Regions from separate parts of the Zea mays genome. Here region 1 is linked to region 2. Evidence: chromatin contacts called from public Hi-C data. All regions are on one chromosome and are shown on one strand. Each heading gives the region's core, a stretch centred on a gene start, on an enhancer-like site or on the middle of the called end of the contact. The rest is flanking DNA. Distances are from core to core; before and after follow the strand shown. Region 1 holds the start of LOC100281535 (HT1 protein kinase). Region 2 holds the start of LOC103638747 (probable LRR receptor-like serine/threonine-protein kinase At4g37250).

What was found. A called contact is a pair of places that touch in the nucleus more often than the background predicts.
Region 1: a Hi-C map of leaf shows a contact between it and region 2, with 5 times the contacts expected there. The contact joins the promoter of LOC100281535 here to the promoter of LOC103638747 in region 2. A contact is called at or near these places in 2 of 25 Hi-C or Micro-C datasets (bundle sheath and leaf).

What each region holds. Positions count from the first base shown.
Region 1 is chr9:102,023,280-102,030,011 of Zm-B73-REFERENCE-NAM-5.0, reverse strand. It overlaps LOC100281535 (HT1 protein kinase), which reads left to right and starts at 3,706. Exons shown (of 2, transcript NM_001154453.1): 1 at 3,706-5,173; 2 at 5,273-5,771. The coding sequence starts at 4,238. The coding sequence ends at 5,527. It overlaps LOC100191259, which reads right to left. Exons shown (of 3, transcript NM_001136693.1): 2 at 6,231-6,720; 3 at 5,732-6,145. The coding sequence ends at 5,949.
Region 2 is chr9:101,489,172-101,496,651 of Zm-B73-REFERENCE-NAM-5.0, reverse strand. LOC103638747 (probable LRR receptor-like serine/threonine-protein kinase At4g37250) reads right to left here and starts at 6,059. Exons shown (of 2, transcript XM_008661572.3): 1 at 3,257-6,059; 2 at 1,537-2,514. The coding sequence starts at 5,123. The coding sequence ends at 1,775.

The sequences.
Region 1 (6,732 bases), core at 2,457-4,956, 540 kb before region 2:
GATCTTCCTCGAGCCTTCGATCATGCACTCAAAACTCACAAAATTCCCGATAACTTCCTCGGGGGTCATTTTAGTATATCTGGGATTACCACGAATTAATTGAACTTGAGTGGGGTTAAGGAAAATGAGAGATCTTAGAATAACCTTAACCATTTCGTGGTCGTCCCACTTCTTGCTCCCGAGGTTGCGTACTTGGTTCACCAAGGTCTTGAGCCGGTTGTACATGTGTTGTGGCTCTTCCCCTTTGCGAAGCCGGAACCGACCGAGCTCCCCCTCGATCGTTTCCCGCTTGGTGATCTTTGTGAGCTCATCTCCCTCGTGCGCGGTTTTGAGCACATCCCAAACCTCCTTAGCGCTCTTCAACCCTTGAACTTTGTTATACTCCTCTTTACTTAAAGAGGCGAGGAGTATTGTTGTCGCTTGAGAGTTGAAGTGCTCGATTTGGGCCACCTCATCCTCATCATATTCTTTATCCCCTACCGACGGTACCTGTGCACCAAACTCAACAACATCCCATATACTTTTGTGGAGTGAGGTTAGATGAAATCGCATTAAATCACTCCACCTAGCATAATCTTCACCATCAAAAGTTGGTGGTTTGCCTAATGGGACGGAAAGTAAAGGTGCATGTTTAGAAATGCGAGGGTAGTGTAGGGGGATCTTACTAAACTTCTTACGCTCTTGGCGTTTAGAAGTTACGGAGGGTGCATCGGAGCCGGAGGTCGATGTTGATGAAGTGTCGGTCTCGTAGTAGACCACTTTCCTCATCCTCTTTTGCTTGTCCCCACTCCGATGCGGCTTGTGGGAAGAAGATTTTTCCTTCTTCTCTTTGTGGTGAGAAGAAGATTTCTTCTCCTTCCCTTTGTTGGAGGAGCTCTTCTTCTTCTCCCTCCTCTTGGTGCGAGATTCTTCCGATGAAGTGCTCCCGTGGCTTGTAGTGGGCTTTTCGCCGGTCTCCATCTCCTTCTTGGCGTGATCTCCCGACATCACTTCGAGCGGTTAGGCTCTAATGAAGCACCGGGCTTTGATACCAATTGATAGTCACCTAGAGGGGGGGTGAATAGGGCGAAACTGAAATTTACAAATATAAACACAACTACAAGCCGGGTTAGCGTTAGAAATAGAAATGAGTCCGCGAGAGAGGGTGCAAAATAAATCGCAATCAAATAACGAGTGTGACACGTGGATTTGTTTTATCGAGGTTCGGTTCTCGCAAACCTACTCCCCGTTGAGGAGGCCACAAAGGCCGGGTCTCTTTCAACCCTTCCCTCTCTCAAACGGTCCCTCGGACCGAGTGAGCTTTCTCTTCTCAATCAAACGGGAACAAACTTCCCCGCAAGGATCACCACACAATTGGTGTCTCTTGCCTTGGTTACAATTGAGTTGATCGCAAGAAAGATTGAAAGAAAGCACGATTGCAAAAGCCAAGCGACAAGAGCGACAAATAACACACGGATCACTTTCTCTCTCAAGTCACTAATCACTAATGATCTCTTTTCTCGATTGTGAAACTTGGAGAGATGGAGGCTTTTAATGTGTCTTGGAATGGATTGCTAGCTCTTGTATTGAATGTTGAAGGTTGGAATGCTTGGATGTATTGAATGGAGGTGGTTGGGGTTGTATTTATAGCCACCAACCACTTCCTAGCCGTTGGGCCATTCTGCTGAGCGCGGACGGTCCGCGAGCCAGGTCCGGACGGTCCGCCCCTGTAGATCAACGGCTGAAAATGCAACGGTCAGCAGTAACGGCTATATCAACGGCTATATTGCATTTAATGCGTCGTCAGATGTCAGACAGAGCCAGTCGCGGACGGTCCGGTCGTGCACCCCGGACGGTCCGCGAGGCCCCCTATAATTCATTTCTCTGAACCCGTTACCTTCGGGTTTTTCGGTTTCTTACCGACCGGACGGTCCGCGCCTGAGGCCGGACGGTCCGCGCGAGGGCTCGGACGGTCTTTGCTTTTCCTCCGGACAGTCCGTAATGGAAACTTGTATTTTTGCATTGGTTCTGTCCGAGAGTCATTCTAGTGTTGCGGACGGTCCGCCGCAAGGGCCCGGACGGTCCGCGCTTGGCCTGTTTTTCCAAAAAGCTTCTCCTGTCCGGAATAATCTACGGTATTCCGGACAGTCGATTTAGTATAGTTATAGATGAACTTTTGGCACCTGTAGAACATATAATCTAGAGCAAACTAGTTAGTCCAATTGTTTGTGTTGGGCGATTCAACCACCAAAACTATTTAGGAACTAGGTGTAAGCCTAATTCCCTTTCAGGGTACCCGCGACCCGATACCCGATGGGTATTTACTCCATTAGGGTATGTATGTGGGCTAAATATTCTACCCGTGGGTCTGTTATTGGGCAAAAATCTTCACCCAATGGGTAAATGGGTATTAGAACGTTTCGCCTTCACCCATACCTGTTAACCCATGGGTATAAAATACCCAATATAAACTTAGCCCAAGCATGAACTTGGACTTTAGCCATCCATCTTTTTTACTATTTAACAACCTTTTAGACCATAATGTTATAGAAGGCTTAACGATAATTTAATGAACATGTAATGGAACATGTAATGTGTTATGTAGTACTATCCTAGTGTTACTACTTTATCCAATTATCTTTGGTGTGTTGAATGGATGGTTAAATGATGCTAGAAAATTTTGTAATGGTATTTATATGGATATACTTGACATTTGTATAGTATAATATTTTGATAGATGTTTAATTTTTGTAGGTACGGGTGACCCGATGGGTGACCCATACCCACATGGGTATGGGTATGGGGATAAATCCATACCCACCAGTGTATATGGGTGACCCGGTGAGGTTATTTTTATGTCGTGATTATGAGTATGGAGTAGTAATACCCGGTAGGTATTTATCCATTGCCATCTCTAGTTTCGACCTGTTCTTCGATTTGAAATGATGGCATTCAAGTCAAACTCAAGATCTGAGTCTCTGTACTGTGAAAGATTGACAATTGTTGTCCTGTTCTTTTCCAGTGAATACCAGGGATGCTGCATTGCTACTGGTCATCGTGTTGCCCAGAGAGAATTTTAGGCCAAGAATCCATGCCAAACTAATGGTTTGGTTACTTTTTTTGCTGGGCCACATGTCACAGGGTACAAAAGTCCATATCAGTGTGTTGGGCTAGATTCGAGCCTTCGAAACCGACCCAGAACAAAGATGTTCGTTCGGCCCTTGAAATAGCCATTTGGCGTTTGCCTCCACCTTTCCCGTCTCGTCTTCCCCCTTGGCCAGAAATGGCGAGATATGACAGTATGACGCATTCGCTGATGCCATACCATCGACGGCGCGTCGTCCATCCTTGCCACAGAACGAACTCCATGCCGACCGGTGAAAGCGCAAGTGCCGCAACTATACGTCGAGAGAGATAGAGAGAGAGAGATCGCCGCATCTGCTTGCCGTGCCTTTTCCGACGCATTGTGCTTAGCGTGATAGCGTCTTGCCTGCAGGTCATGTCATCCCAAGCTTTTCCCTTTTTTTGCCGTTTTTTCCATTGCAGAGATCTTTTTCCTCAGCACTTTGTTTTTCCGCTGGAGATATCTCTCTCTGTTCTCATCTGCCGCGTAGCTGGGGGCGATCACCGATCAGATGGGAAGCAGATGAGAAGTTGAGAACTAGGCGCTGGAAGACGCCGAAAAGGTGCGGCCTTTTCTGAACTGCATCTTCACGAGACATCCTTGAGCACCTTTACTCTCTCCTCCGGCATATCCCCACGCTCTGGACTCTGGAGTCAACTACACCAGCGCTTGCGGCTTGCTCCTCAAGGGTGCGGGAGAGGACTCGAGGAGGAAGAAGGACACCGTCTCCTCCTCGTGCCTTTATCCGCTTTCGTGCCGTCTGCATCCTCCAAGAAGCTAGCTAGCAGCGCGGGCAGCAGCTGGGTACGCATGTTTTGTGGATAGGGTAGCTACCCCGCAGTACACAGGGTTGTTATCTATCTGGGAGTTGCTTGCATGGGCGTGGGAGTTTGGGATCTTGGTTAGCTTATGCGTGGTGAAGATACTTTGCTTTAATTTGGGGTGTGAAGACCTGTAATTAAGCATCGTGAGTGTGGTGGTGACGGCGGCGGCGCAGCGAGCAATGCCACTGGCGGTGGCGCGGCCGTCGTCTGGCGTGTCGCGACGCCATCGGTCGTGCTGGTAGTGCAGCGGTACCGTCGCCGGCATGCCGCGCGCGACGTCGCGCAACGAGTCTTGATCCTGGCGCCCCACATGCTGTCTTGCTTCCGGCTGCCGCGGCCGATCGGCGGCGGGGACGTGGACCAGCAGGCCGCGGCGGTGTCCCCACGTCGGGGCCCGTCCCTGCCGTTCGCGGCGTCCCCCTCGACGTCGGGGCGCGGGAGGAGCCCGTGGCCGCCGCCAGAGGCGGACGACATGGAGAAGAAGCGGTGGGACAGCATGGAGTCGTGGTCCATGCTGCTGGACACGGTGCTGTGCGAAGGGTCGTCCCGGCCGGACAGCAGCGGGCGGCGGGAGGAATGGATGGCCGACCTGTCGCAGCTCTTCATCGGCAACAAGTTCGCGGCGGGCGCCAACAGCCGCATCTACCGCGGCATCTACAAGCAGCGCGCCGTGGCCGTGAAGATGGTGCGCATCCCGGAGCGCGACGAGGCCCAGCGCGCCGTGCTGGAGGAGCAGTTCAACTCCGAGGTGGCCTTCCTCTCCCGCCTCTACCACCCCAACATCGTGCAGTTCATCGCGGCGTGCAAGAAGCCGCCGGTGTACTGCATCATCACGGAGTACATGTCCCAGGGGACGCTGCGGATGTACCTGAACAAGAAGGACCCTCACTCGCTGTCGCCGGAGACGATCCTGAAGCTGGCGCTGGACATCTCGCGGGGCATGGAGTACCTGCACGCGCAGGGCGTGATCCACCGGGACCTCAAGTCCCAGAACCTGCTGCTCAACGACGAGATGCGCGTCAAGGTGGCCGACTTCGGCACCTCCTGCCTGGAGACCAAGTGCCAGGCCACCAAGGGCAACAAGGGCACCTACCGCTGGATGGCGCCGGAGATGACCAAGGAGAAGCCCTACACCCGCAAGGTGGACGTGTACAGCTTCGGCATCGTGCTCTGGGAGCTCACCACCTGCCTGCTCCCGTTCCAGGGGATGACGCCCGTGCAGGCCGCGTACGCCGCATCGGAGAAGGTTGGGTTCTGTTGCTTCGTTTCGTTTCCTTCTCTTCATGCAAGCAGGCCGCGTACTGCTAATTCTTTGCTGAACTGAATTCTTCTTCTTCGTCGTCAGAACCTGCGCCCGCCGCTGTCGAGCTCGTGCCCGCCGGTGCTCAACAGCCTGATCAAGAAGTGCTGGTCGGCGAACCCGGCGCGGCGGCCGGAATTCAGCTACATTGTGTCGGTGCTGGAGAAGTACGACCACTGCGTGAAGGAGGGGATGCCGACGATGATGGCGCACCAGGAGCTCAGGCTCTGGCGCTCCTTCGCCAAGATCTTCAGGATGGGCTGCATCACCAACAACTTGTCCAGAACGGTGAATGCGTGATCCATCTCCGGCGCCATCCGTAACTGAACTGTTGCATTGCAGCTGCTTGTTTCTCTCTGCTCTGCTTGTTTAATCAATCACTCCACCAAGAGCCTAGGAACTACTACTAGCAGTATATACTACATCCATCGATCTCTCTGTCACAAACAAATGGCATAAAAGACGTCCGGCTCCGGCCGGAACCAATTGTAACTCGCGTCAAATGTGTAAATTTTATCTCCCTTATGAGCATTTAAGCCCAAAAGAATCGTGAATCCATCGATCGACGCATCGAGACAGGCACAGCAACCATATACTACTACATACATCACATCGAATGCTAGCTATGCTATACACACGGAGACGAATTAGCAGCAACAATTTTGACTGTGGAGTGTGGACTAAACGTAGCCACACTGAGCTCTAGGGCGCATCATCAGCATCACAGCAGGAGCTGGTCGTAGCACAGGTCCAGCGTCTTCTTGGCGAAGAACTGGTTCACCTTCTGGGTGGGGTGGAAGGAGTCCCAGAAGAAGTACCTGTCCGCGTCGTCGCATGTGTCGGGGCTCTTCTCGTTGCACAGGTACGACATCTCCACCTTCCCCGTGGCGCAGCACCCCTCCTCCACGTTCTCCAGCCCTGCCAGTCGTCCATCCAGGCCAGGTCAGATCAGGTGGCATGGCATTGCAATTGCCAACTCCTGGAGGGACACTCAGTCACGTACCCAGCGTGGAAGGGTCGGTGATGAGGTCCAGCATGTTCTGGTACACGTCGATGTAGGCGACCCTCAGCCCCGGCCGCGCCGCCGTGAGCCGGCGGAGCATGTCGAGCACCTTGGCGTTGTAGTCCCGGGCCACCTGGTTGTACTCCTCGACGCAGCCGCCGCGGAGCGTGTTGAGCGTGCGCTCCAGGGGCAGGCAGCCGATGGGGCTGAGCCCCGCGAAGGCGACCCGCCGCGCGCCCAGCCGGTGGATCTCGCCCAGGAACCACTCCGCCTGCGCCACCAGGAAGTCCTCGAACTCGCCCACCGTGAACTCCGCGAACCGCCCCGTCACCAGCAGGAAGTAGTTCTCCAGGAAGTCGTTGGTGCCGACGCTCACCACGTACAGCGCGTCGGAGACGATGCGACGGGCACCGGCGAGCCCCACGTGTCGCCGGAGCCGCCGCTTGTACTCCTTGAAGTACTCCACCTCCTTCCACAGCGGGATCACTGACTTCACGGCCGC
Region 2 (7,480 bases), core at 4,810-7,309:
CCGACACTGGCCCTTGTGTTTTATTATATTTCCAGGTATAGTATGCACTTGTTTCTATGGTTACATGACATTACACATGCACTGCTTAGCGACCTCAAGTGCTCTAGAGCCTATATTGCATGTCTGCACATCATGTTAGCCATGTAATGTTGCCCATCGTACATTTAATATCTTGTACATGAGACTTATTCATTAATATATAGTATTGTGACAATCTTTAAAGCATCTAGACGTGGTGTGTCTTGATGTCTTGATGTCGTATTCAGTGGACCCTTCACACCTTTCAGCTACGAAATAGACCGAGGTTGTCACTAAGTCATCGTCTCCTTTTAGGAGGAATTTTAGCTCGTGAGAGTATACTATATAATTAAAATAGACCGAGGTTGTCACTAAGTCCTCTTCACCTTCTAAGAGGAATTTTAGCTTCTAAGAGTATACTATATAATTAGGTGCCCCGGGGGCACGAGGAGCCATGGACTTATGACGTCAAGTGTCGCGAGGCATGAACCATGAAGAGCCATGGGATCTTATACCACTAGATGCCAAGGGGCAAAAGGAGGTCCAGGGCTCTATCAGAGATGTCGTCACCATGAACACCGAATCCGACTCCAACCTCATATGGCGACTCCTCCAATCTTGAAAATAGTCCTCGGTTCTTCGGGCTAGGATAACGAAGCATCTAACAAGTAACAACCCTGATCTGCTTTTTACGAGCCTACATAGCTTGTTTTACAAGCCTTTCCTTCGTTGACTCCGTGCCACTCTATTTCTATAATGCAGCATGTGAGCTGTTGTGACAGTAACATGCCATTGAGGCGCATGCCGTTGCAAGAACTTGACCTTTATCTCACTCACATACACAGTAGTTTATGTCAGCTTATTTCTGGGGACTGGATGTTAACCTGTCACTTGCTGGGTCTGGGTTAGACCTAATTAAGGAACCCGTGCTTACTGGCTAAGCTCTGGCGATCACGTGTCACGAGGCGAGGGTGGTACCGACATGCAGAGCAGCAGGAGCACAGGGCAGGAAGACGCGGCCGGCAGAAAAAAAAACCCCGGCCAACACGGCATCTTCCCAAACCCTCAGAGGCCCAGAGAAGTTACTCTCTCTGCTTGCCCTGGCCTGTCGCCCGTGGTCCGTCTCCGTCTCCGTCTCCGTCTCCGTCTCGAGGAGAGTGACGGCACGGTGGAAGGAATATGAGGAAGACCACTACAATATTCCCTGCTCGCTGCGGAGCGCTGGAACGGACATGGCGGGACACCGCGTTTCGTCGCGTGCGCGCGCCGGACAAAACAGACTTGGAGAGTTGTACCGGTGGCGGCTAGCGCCTGTCAAAGCAGCAGCAGCAGCAGCAGGCCTTGTTGAATTCTTGTCCGAGTCCGGCTCCGGTGCACTGAACTGAACCGGCACGACAGGTTCAAGAACCATCCCGATTTGGTCGATCAGATTCAGAAGAACCCATTGATCGTGTGGCCATCAGACACTGACACTGTCACAGTAAGTACACATCTTGAGATCCACCGAGACGCAAGATCGAAAAAAAAGGAATATGCATCGCTTTCAAATCCACAATCACAAACACAGATGATTAGTAGGTTAATTAATTCTCGCAGCACCTCCAAAATCAGTAACAGATCTACGTACACGCCCTACCACACAAGCTCGCCACCGGCGATCAACGCCGACGCCGCCACCACCGTCCGTGCACTTGCAGTAAGATTATTGCGATCAGTAACGGCTCCAAGCGCTACAAGGTCAGTTGTTTTTTCCCCCTCAGGGCACAGCGGCGCCGCTGCTGCTCGCGGCGGCGCCGGGCGCCGCCGCCGCCGCCGTTCGCTCGAGCACCATGGCGGCGTCCCTCATGGAGGGCCGCTTGCCGGGCGCCATGGCGCAGCACGCGAAGGCGAGCCTGAAGCACGCCAGCAGCGCGTCCTCCCGGCCGTCGGCCTCGCCGCGGAGCGTGGGGTCGGCCATCCGGAGCACGCGGCCGTGCTCCTCGGCGGCCACCAGCCCCGCGTGCCACTGGCACAGCTCCACCTCCGAGTAGACCCGCCCGGAGAGCAGCTCCAGGAGCACCATGCCGAAGGCGTACACGTCCCACTTGGCCGTGGGCCGCAGGTTCTTCAGGCACTCGGGCGCCTGGTACGGCGCCGGGGCGGCGCTGGCGGCCGCGGCCGCCGCGGACGCCGACCCGCACGGGCTCGCGCCCGGCCCGGGCATCTGTGACAGGTCCGGCAGGCTGCTCGTCGAGTGCATCGACCGCTTGCTCCCGAACAGCCGCGCCGACGCGCCCGCGCGGTAGTGCGGCGCCGCCTCGCCCGACGCCAGCCGGTCCAGGCCCAGGTCCCCGATCCATGGCTCCATGTCGCCGCCCAGAAGGATGTTGCTCGGCTTCAGGTTCCCGTGCACGCCCTTCTTCTCGTGGATGTACGCCAGCCCTCGCGCCACGCCGCGCGCGATCCGCAGCCGCGCCTCCAGGCTCAGGTGCAGCGGCGACGACGACCCGAAGCGCCCTGCAGAGGAGGTGCGGCAAAATCATCCGGTCATTACGATTACGTGTGAGGAACATAAAGTTACGGGCTCAGGATCTAGAAAGTGACGAATTCCTACTATTACTACTATTACAACGACTCAACCGATTACGTGTTTATGTTGATTTTGGATGGTTTTTGTCCCAACGGATTTTATAGAAGCTGGCTGAAAAGCTGAGCGTTTAGCAGTCCACGGCAGCTTTTGGTGGCCAGAAGCTGCCAGAAGCCGAAACAAACAGGGCCATATGACCAAATCAGGTGAAGTGAGCCTCGTGATCGTAAAAATGGAACGCCAAGGCGTTAGGCGTTGTGGAGTTGTACTGATTTTGCGACTGATGAAGCAAAGCAACCAAAGGACAGTTCTTTCAGTACCAAAGGGACGAGTCCTTAAGACTTGCAGCAAAATTGCAATGATTCGTGTGAGCAATGACAAATTTATTTGCACTACCAGTACCTGTGACTGTGACCAATGCGATTAAGCTCTTCCTTCAGACAATAGTTGAATCAGTACTACTAATGCGCATTTAAGTTGCAGCACGTACAATCAGTAAAGTGCCATCTTTTCATAAGACTCACCAAGCCGTTGCAAATGATTATAAAGTTTGAGCCTATGAACCGTACTACAGGTGCATCATTAGTCGGTGTCAAATCAAGCAACTTTCCGATGCAATTTCTAGTATCTGAATGAACGTTGGTGCTGGAGAGAGACGAAGGAGGAACTTACTGCTGAATGCGATGTTGGCAAGGCTGCCGTTGGGGGCGTAGTCGTGGATGAGGAGCTTCTCGTCGGCGCCCCAGTAAAAGCCGCGCAGCCGGAGGATGTTGGGATGGCGGAACCGGGCGACGGCGCGCACCTGCGCCTCGAAGTCCTTGAGCTTTTCGGCGCCGCCGCTCTCGCCGATGCGCCGGACGGCCAGCGCGGTGCCGTCGCCGAGCACGGCCTTGTACACGATGCTGGAACCCGTGGCGCCGAGGATGTAGGCCGACGCCTTGAGCAGCGTCTCCATCTCGAGCTCGCCGTCGCCGTCGACCGTCACCAGCGTCGCAGGCGCGGGGGGCGCCTGCTGCTGCTGCTGGGGCAGGTTGTGCTTCTTGCTGCCGTGCTCCTGCGGGGTGCTCCGGCCGATGAAGCTTCCCCTCTTCTTGAGGCCCTCCTCGTCGGAGGACTCGCCGTCCGACGACGCGGAGTACTCGGAGCTGTCCGAGCTGTCGTTCCTACGGCCAATGCAGCACCCCGTCGACGTGGACGCCTTCTCTTCTTTGCCTCCGGCGATGTCGAGCGTCTTGACTACGCCGCCGTCGAAACCTCGCGCGCTCTTCTGCTGCAGGTGCAGCGGCGGCGTCGGGTCCTGCTCCCGACGCTGCCGCCTCTTCTTCCTGACGTGGTACGCGTACATGAACAGCATGAAGAGGAGGCCGACGCCGGCGATGTCCCCGACGACGATGGCCACAATGGACGCGGGACGAAGCTTATCCTGCTCGCTCGGCGGCTGCCCCTGGGCTTGCGGCGGGGCGCGAGCGGGGTTCTTGGGGATGGCCGCGAACGCCGGCGGCGAGTCGGTGGCGTTGGGAGGCTTCGACAGCGACGACGGGATCGAGCACGCCTGCTTCAGCGGCGGCCCGCACAGGTTCGGGTTGCCCTCGTACGCCGCCGCCGGCTGCGCGGCAAACGGGCCGGCCTGTGGGATCGCGCCGGTGAAGTTGTTCCGCGACAGGTCCACCGTCGCGTTCGCGGGGACGACGGCGGCCAGCTCGGTCGGCACAGCGCCGGCGAGCTTGTTGGACGAAACGTTGAGGAGGCGGAGTGCGGTCCCACCGAAGTCCGACGGGAGCGAGCCGTTGAAGTCGTTGTCGCTCAGGTCAACAAGCTCCAACGTCCCGAGGCCTCCGACGGGGAGCTCACCGGCGAGGTGGTTGCTGGCGAGCCCCAGCGCAAGGAGGCTCGGCAGCCTGCACAGCGCGGCGGGGAGGCGGCCCGCGAGCGCGTTGCCCGAGAGGTTGAGCTGCTGCAGGCCGCGCGCATAGGCCGCCGCCGCGTCCGGGAGCTCGCCTGACAGCGCGTTCCCGGCGAGCGAGAGGACGCGGAGCTCGGTGGCGTTGAGCAGCGTAGGCGGCAGGCTGCCGCTGAGGCCGTTCCCGGAGAGGTCGAGGTGGCGCAGGTGCTCGACGCGGCCGAGGTCGGGCGGCAGCGTCCCCGAGAGCTGCGCGTTGGGTAGGACGAGGCTGATGACCCGCGACACCGTGGCCGCCGCCAGCGACGCGCCGAGGCCGGCCGCCGCGGTTGCTCCGGTGGCGTTGCGCGCGACCGTCGCGGTGCCGTTGCCGTCGGCGGAGGCCGAGGTCACGTTCGCCGCCGCCGGCGCGGTGTCGTCCTGCGGGAAGCCGTTGCAGATGACGCCGTTCCAGGCGCACGGCGCGGCGTCGCTGTAGCTCCAGCCGGCCAGCGCGCCCAGCGGGTCCGCGGTGACCGTGTTCTTGAAGGACATGAGCAGCACCCCGTCCGCATTGAGCCCGCACGCGCCGGTGCACAGCGAGGCGAGAAGCAGCAGCAGCCACGCCATAGCTCCGCCGCCCCTCCTCCGCCCATCCATTACCTCTGCGGGCGAGCTTTTCCTAGACGGCCGGCACCGACGCCGAGGCCAACATGTCCGTGCTCGATCCTCCTAGCTTCCTCGGTCGGGTGCACAGCAAGCGTTGACCGACCCGGTCCGCGCCGGTTGGCTTCCTTGGTAGCTCAGCGCCCTCCCCTCGCGGTCAGGGCGCAGGGGCAGCAGGTGGAGTGGAGAGGCGGTACGAGCAGTGAGAGGTTGGCAATGGCATGTGATGCTCTGGCGGGCGGGCTGAGCGGAGCGGAATAAAGAAGCGAGGCGCCGGGTGCGGGTGGGGTGGGTGGCCGCGTGGGGTGTGGGAACTGGGAAGCCGAGGCTGCGGCCCGCGACGACAGGACAGACACAGTCACACAGAGTAGACAGGTGCCCGGAACGGCCGTGAATCCTCCCCAGTTTTGAGGTGCCCTGGCCGGCCGCGGGGCTCAGATTCCACGCCCCGGCCGCTATAAATTTTCGAGATTGTGGGACCCGAACGGCAGCCGGCATGCAGTACACACGTCGTTGTCGCCTCTGACCTCGCTCCATCTTCCTTACCGACTACCGATGGAGAAGAGACTGGCAGACTGCTCCGTCGGCCTCCATGGATGCAGATGCAGTAGGAACAACAGCTGTGCTCGGGCCCGTCGTGTGGTGGCGTGGTTCATGGCAATGGCATCGGAAAGCGTCGACCTGACGTGCGTGCCCAGGCCCATCCGAACGTCCGGTCGGGTCTCCATCGATCGCCAGCCGCGCGATGCTTTTGAGTTGGGTCGCGGTTGGGGACGGGCGGATTTGTTTCGGGGGGATATTACGTGGTCTTTGTCCTTAATTATGTGCGGTGTGGGTGCTGATGCAGGAAAAATGAAAGCGACGGATGTACACGTCGACGGCTTTTTTTTTCCAGTTAGTTACTGTTTGGTTGAAGAACCAAGTATAACGGAACCGTTCTGTCCCAGTTTTGTTGTTGTTTGGTTACAAATTAACTAGAACAGAATGGCTCCAATTAGGGAATATTCTCATCAGATCCGGAACCATTCTGCTCCAAAAAATCAACCGGACGGAGCCGCTCCGTTCCAATCCCGTTCTCACAGTCACGCTCCGTTCCGTTCACTCTGCAACCAAACAAAAACAGAGCCGCTCCGTTCCAGATTACCAAACACAGAACAGAGCAGCTCCGTTCCTAGAATCAGGGATAGAACAACTCCGTTCTAGTTGGCTGCTCAACCAAACACTAGATAGCGTCTTTAGTTTGGTACTGTACCGGACGGCGGGAGGCGCTCCTTAAAAAAAAACCCAAACTTTTGGACAGGAAACGGACACTTCATTCATACTTCAACGCTGCTAACGTCTGGGCACCTGCCTGCCGCTTTCGTACACAGTTACACTTCGCGCTCCCCTTCTCCTACCGGCCATTTCTTTTTAAACTAATTGATATTGTAACAGTAGTAACAGTCTACAGTCTACAGATAAGGTATTCCTCTCCCGAACGGTATGTTTGTACCTATATAAATGAAGAGCTTATATAAATAAAGAGCTAACATACAGCCTGTTCATTTTTAACCAATGTTCAGATCGCTACGACTGCAATCCATAAAGACAAAACACTATATAAACAATAGAAGTCATTAGGGATTAAAGCGAAATAAACATGCTAACGATTGAGACAAATAACTCCTATATCCACAAGTGGACAAGTGACTCCATGATGCCAGTGGCGAAGCTAGAGCAAATTTGATGGGGATGCAATTGCTTAATGGGTGCATAGACATCAAGTAATGTGGGTGCATATATGGTGAAAATTTGTACATTATAACTGATTCTGTATTTTTTAGGGGGTGCATTTACATCCCCTTGAATAAACCTAGCTTCGCCCCTGCATGATACCGTTGCAAGAGAGAATCAGAGAAAAATGTAGACATGAGATCGTTGCAATAGTGTATTAACATGGGAGTAATATAATCATGTATACTATGGAGAGGTTCAGTCTGTCTTAGTGTAATATATTATATCCTTTATGTGGTGGTAGCATAGATACAAGCATGAACGGAGCTTGCATATTCAGATGATGACTAAGCTAGGTAGTGGGTGTAAATAGAGAAACTAGAGGCTCTAAACTTAGGTGCTAGGATCTGAACACAATTGTCAAACTGCTTCTACGTTGCTCTACCATTGTTTTACACTACAAGTAAGACGATAGTTATAGCCTTGTATGGACAGTGAGCCCTATCTAGCAGAGGTTTAACTATTTCTATTTGGTTGTAGCTATTATGTCGTACATGGTGCACTCCTTTGGTGTGTCATAGTGGCGAGTGTGACGCGCCATAGTGGCGAGTGTGAGAGCCCACACCATCGAGTACGGT